Regions from separate parts of the Pan troglodytes genome. Here region 1 is linked to region 2. A link is a contact called in public Hi-C data. All regions are on one chromosome and are shown on one strand. The core of a region is the stretch at or near the end of the contact, and the rest is flanking DNA. Distances in the headings are between cores, read along the strand shown. Region 1 overlaps TRPM3 (transient receptor potential cation channel subfamily M member 3). Region 2 has its middle 72 kb from the start of MAMDC2.

Region 1 (2,700 bases), core at 60-2,559, 630 kb after region 2:
ACATAATAGAAACTCAATACATATTTGTCAACAGACTGACTGTTGTGTAGGCACTAACAGCAATTTTCCAGTTCCTTGCATATCCTAACTCCTTTGTGGGACTCTTGCCTTACCTTAAACTTAGAGGGGCTACCACGCATGGGTCTATGAAATGCACAGCTGGACAGCAGAAGTTGCACCCATCCTGCATCACAGACCACCCCAGGATGTGAGAAGCCAGGGAATGCCACTTAGTGAAGCTGTGCACCAGGGCCACCTTCCTCAATTGCTGGTGTTTACCTCTGAGGATTCCATCTCTTCAAACCATGACCAACCCCTTTCCCCACCTCAGAACCTCTCAAAGGAGAGGAGAGAAAAGACTGGAGGCAGGTCTATATCCAGCTATTTGTGTGAATCCTCATGTCCACTATAATGATTTACCTAATTCTCAAATACTAAGGAAGACGGGTTTTTGTAAGTCAGGGCTGGGACTTGGAAGCTGAGCAGGGTACCAGGAGCTACCTGGGAGCCCTATTTTTCACAGGCAGTGTCCTGCCCTAAGCCCTAGCCCAGGGTTTTTAAACTTCAGTGCACATCAGAATCACCTGGAAGGCTGGGTAAAATACAGATGCTGGGCCCTCAGTCTGGAGTTTCTGCTTCAGGAGGCTGGGGGTGGGGTGGAGGATTTACATGTCTAACAAGTTCCCAGCTCCTGCTGGTGGCCACAGTTTGAGAACCACTGCCCTAGTCATCAGCAATCTCTGCAGCTGGTGTTGTCCTGATGGCTTCTCACTCCCTGGCTGCATCTTAACAGAGCAAAAATCCGTGTATGTAGCTGGGAGAGGGGGTTGATGGGCAATGCCTTGAGCTTTTCCAACCCTTTGCTCACACTTTCCTAAAACTGCTAAACACAGAGGTTTGTAGTATCATTTTTAAATAGTGAAGCATTTTTTGGTAAAGTCCCAACATTAAAAAAGATGAGAGCAGAACAGTCCGGGGTGAGGCAGAAGTGGAAAGTCAAGAATCCCCCCTGCCTCCTCCACCTCTCGAACCAGCCCTCAGTCACCTGTCTTAGAACCCTGGGAGCCTGAGGAGCATCGTGGGGGAGTAGAAAGAGCAGTGAGTCTAGGGACGGATCTGTCAGGTTTCATACTCAGTTGTCCTTTCTAGCTGTGGGATACGGGGAAATTGCTAAAACCCTGAGTCTCAGTTCCCAGACCTGTGCAGTGGGACGTCATCATAGTCACGCCATCGACCTCACAGAGTTGTCGGCGGGGGTAGGATCCAGATGAGATAACGTCTACCCACGCATGCTGTAAACAGTGCCATGCTATTAAGGGATTACCGGGGCTTGCTTTGGTGACTCCGGGCAGAAGTATGTGGGGCTGGGAATGGGGGTATCATGGGAAACCACAAAGCCTTCCTTTTGTGTATCCCTGGGAAGGCACCAAAGCATGCAAACTTTTCCACATTTCCAGGATCTTGCGTCTGAGCTCTGGAGGTCCTGCGTGCTGACTGTGAAGAGGCAGGAAGGGCATGGCCTGTGGGGTCCTCACCCTTTGGTCGTCAAGCAACTCTTCAGTGAGTTCAGGGCAGGACACAGGGGTTGGGGCGCCGCCTCACTGAGCCGCAGAGGAAAAGGTCAGACTCGGAGGTGGTCACCGCCTCACTCCCCACGGGAAGCGGGAATCTTCAGTTGACCCCTTCCTGACTCCAGCCTCCAAAGCCCTGCCCTCCCTGCTATTCTATGCCTCTTCAGGAGAAATGGATATCCAGGCCTCGAGGCTCCTGGCAGCCTGCCCGTTTGGCAGCCTCTGCCAGAACAGTCCGTGGAGTACAGACTGCTCCCTGTCTTCTCCCAGTCTGGTCCCTGGAGAGACTCCAATCTCCCTGCTCGAGTCCTTCCCTTTTCTGCTTATCATGGGGAAGGAATATGCGTCTAGGCGTTAAATCGCTCGAGTGCCAGCTGGCACAGCACAGCCACAGGGCCCCAGCAGGAGCAGGCCTCAGTTCTCAGAGAGCTGCACAAAGACCAAAGCAAATTTATTACTGTTTTTCAGTTTACAAATGGGAAATCCACAACATTGGTCAAGAAGAAAAGGCACCATGAATGGGAAGACCGAAGTGTAGACAACCAGCTGGAACAAGGCAAGGCATTCCTTTTTTTTTTTTTTTTTTTTTTTTTAAATCCAGGCTCTTGTAAAATAAGACTAGCAGACCCACTCCCAAGTTCTCAGGATGGGGAGATGGTAGTCAGAGTTAAAATATCACCCAAATAGTTTAAAAACTCAAGAGAAGGGCTTAAGAGATAAGACATTTTTTAATGATCCCAGTACAACTGCATCTAACAGATACTGCATCTTTTCTCTGGAAGAGAACATTATAGAGCTGAAACCCTTGCCTTTTAACCTGTCTTTGTAATGAAGGCAAGAATGAAGTTGTGGATTTGTAGGAGTCCTTTTTTCCTATGGTGCCCAGTATGTTTTCCCACCCACTGCAGTATAGCATTTAGGGTTGTTCTTGAGCTCTTAAAGACCCAGTGGACTTGAACGGGAGCATTTCTTCCAGAAAGGGCCTGTCCTGCTTACTGTCATTTCAGGAAAAATGCAGAGAAATCAGCACTACCTCCTAAGCCTGCCTTCCTAATGGCTTTCCCTGATGAAATAGGAGCTTGTGGTGAACATTGAGTGGGGCTGCAGAGCCCTCTTGTGGATTTTCACT
Region 2 (2,700 bases), core at 160-2,659:
CAGGAAACTGCGCTATTGTTCTGGAAGTTGGTCCAGGAAGCTCAGCCTAATTCCTGCATCTCCAGCTCTCCCAGTGATTTTGCAAACACCTAATTGTAGAGTGGCAGAGGGAGCAGGAATCACTTGGTAAAGCATGACCCCTGGGTGTATGCTTTCTGCGTGAACTTGCAGGAGAGATGGCTGTTTTCTGCAATGATTTAGCCCCTTACTGCAACATGAAATATGGGAGCTTTCAGTGTTTATGTTTCCTACTATGTGGAAATGCTCATTTGCAGAGAGACTGACTGAATTCAACACAGACTGAAGCATAAGGAAAGAAAGAGGAAGAGTTGAAGACCAAGTTTAGGCTATCACTACCCATGAGGCCCCATAACACACATTCCTCTCTCATCATTTTGTTATCCAACCTACCTTTGATTTTGAGATACTCCAGCATCTTTACTATGAATTCATTTTTTTTTTTTTTAAGACAGAGTCTCACTCTGTTGCCCAAGCTGGAGTGCAATGGTGCGATCTCGGCTCACTGCAACCCTCTACCTCCCAGGTTCAAATGATTCTCTTAGCTTCCCGAGTAGCTGGGATTACAGGCGCCCACCACCATGCCCAGCTAATTTATGTATTTTTAGTAGAAACGGGGTCTCACCATATTGGCCAAGCTGGTTTCGAACTCCTGACCTCAAATGATTCACCCACCTCTGCCTCCCAAAGTGCTGGGATTACAGGCATGAGCCACTGTGCCCTGCCAAATTCATTCTTTTGTTTAAGTTCATTCAAGATGGATTTCTGTCATTAGCGAATCAACAGTTGAATTGAATTGTGGTGAAGAGTACCCTGATATTATTACTGGGTTATTACTTCTAAATCATTAGTTTATTAATTGTGTGTATTCGTCTCTTTCCTCTCCAATTTATGGTTACTTATTTTGATTGTGTAGAGTTTGAAGTAAGAAGGTCAAACTTAAGACGAAAGGTTAGGTGTGCTGTGATTCACAGCCACAGCTTCGTCCTAACACACTGCCAGAAAATCACCTCAAATTAAGGGGGTTGCTGCTGGCAGGGTAGAAATCTATTTTTAAAAAGTAGAAGTAGCATATAAATGGAACACATATGGGTCATGAAGCAAACTTCTCCAGCTAAAACGGTGATGCCTACCTACAAGAATGCAGCTCTCTATCACGTGGAGGCAGTGCGCTAGTGACAGTGACAGCAGTTTCAAACGTAGAAAGACAAGCCCGTTTTTCACTTAAACCCAACCGAGTCACAAACAATCCAAACGCCAGACCCATCCTTCCCCAACGTGTGACCTAACTGAAATTTCTAGCAAAATTTTAGCCACCTAACTAGCAACTGTAAACTAGCACCCCCTAAGCCTTTCTCGTTTCCGCCACTGGGTGGCAGCCAGCTGCCAGGTGTCAGATCAGTGAGGAGACAATTTTCTTGGTAGGGGGAGAATGCGGTCATCCCACGTGCCCTATTTGGGAGTGATCCCTCACTCATACCCCTTGCTGAAAGCATACACCTGGTGGTCTTGTTTGACCACAGTATCCCTTCCCCCTCTGTTACTCTTGGTCCTCAAATCCCTTGATCAGCCCCTGGAGCAGCCAATCATTGACTAGTCAGAGTCCCACCAGATTCGTTCTCCAGAAAGTAAAGTAAGAAAGGGGTGACCTAGTTGGTAGTGAAAGCTGGAGTTCAAAGATCTCATGGACCAAAAAGCACAAGCAACTAAAGAAAGAAAGAAAGAAAGAAAGAAAGAAAGAAAGAAAGAAAGAATAAATAAATAAATAAATAAAGACTTCATCAAAATCAAAAATTTTGTGTGTCAAAAGACACAATCAAGAAATTAAAAAGAACCCACAGAATGGGAGAAAATATTTGTAAATAATATATCCGATAAGGGCCTAGTATCCAGAATGTATAAAGAATTTTACAACTCAATAACGAAAAGACAAACAATCCAGTTTTAATCTTGGACAAAGGATCTGAATCGACATTTATCCAGAGAAGATAGGCAAATAACCAAGAAGCCCATGGAAAGATGCTCAACATCACTAGCCACTAGGGAAATCAAAATCACTACTTTATTCCCACTAAGAAGGCTATATATATATATATTTTTAAGTGAGTGTTAGTGAGGATGGGGAGAAACGAAATTTTCATATATTTCTGGAATGTAAAATGGTACAGCCACTGTAGAAAACAGTTTGGCAGTTCCTCAAAAAGTTAAAAAATATGAAAAAAATATTACCAAATATGACCCGGCAATTCCACTCCTAGAAATATACTCAGGAGAGTTGAAAATATCTGCTCACACATACATTCATATATAAAAGTTCCCAGCAGCATTGTTCACAGCAGCCAAAAGACAGGGTTAACAACTCAGATGCCCACTGACTGATGACTGGATAAGCAGAGTGAAGTGAATCTACACAAGGGTTTTGGGCATAAACCTAGGAGTGGGATTGCTGGGTCATATGATATTCTATGTTTAACTTTTTGAAGAACTGCTAAACTGTTTCTGGAAACTAACTTTTACCTGCTTCTTCTACTGCTTGAGGTACTGGATGGATGATAAAGAATATGAAATCAGCAGTCAATATTTGTGGCCATGTACTCTACAGTTTCACAGAGCTGTTTTCTTTCTTTTTTCCTTTTTCGTTTTCTTTTTTTTTTTGGTACAGAGTTTTGCTCTTGTTGCCCA

What was found. A called contact is a pair of places that touch in the nucleus more often than the background predicts.
Region 1: a contact with region 2 is called in a Hi-C map of stem cell-derived neural progenitor cells, with 5 times the contacts expected there. The contact joins two enhancer-like sites. A contact is called at or near these places in 2 of 7 Hi-C or Micro-C datasets (induced pluripotent stem cells and stem cell-derived neural progenitor cells).

Annotation. Positions count from the first base shown.
Region 1 is chr11:61,108,207-61,110,906 of NHGRI_mPanTro3-v2.0_pri, forward strand. All of the region lies in intron 20 of TRPM3 (transient receptor potential cation channel subfamily M member 3), which reads right to left. LOC104007884 (a long non-coding RNA gene) reads left to right here. Exons shown (of 5, transcript XR_008537294.2): 4 at 2,040-2,127. Among named protein-coding and RNA genes, the nearest start is that of KLF9, 190 kb to the left of the region's middle. Within about 2 kb of position 1,310, at least 19 of the 24 cell types and tissues checked have an H3K27ac peak or open chromatin away from gene starts, as enhancers often do. A contact at or near this core is called in stem cell-derived neural progenitor cells, where this site is marked.
Region 2 is chr11:60,482,357-60,485,056 of NHGRI_mPanTro3-v2.0_pri, forward strand. No RefSeq gene overlaps it. Among named protein-coding and RNA genes, the nearest start is that of MAMDC2, 72 kb to the right of the region's middle. Within about 2 kb of position 1,410, at least 2 of the 24 cell types and tissues checked have an H3K27ac peak or open chromatin away from gene starts, as enhancers often do. A contact at or near this core is called in stem cell-derived neural progenitor cells, where this site is marked.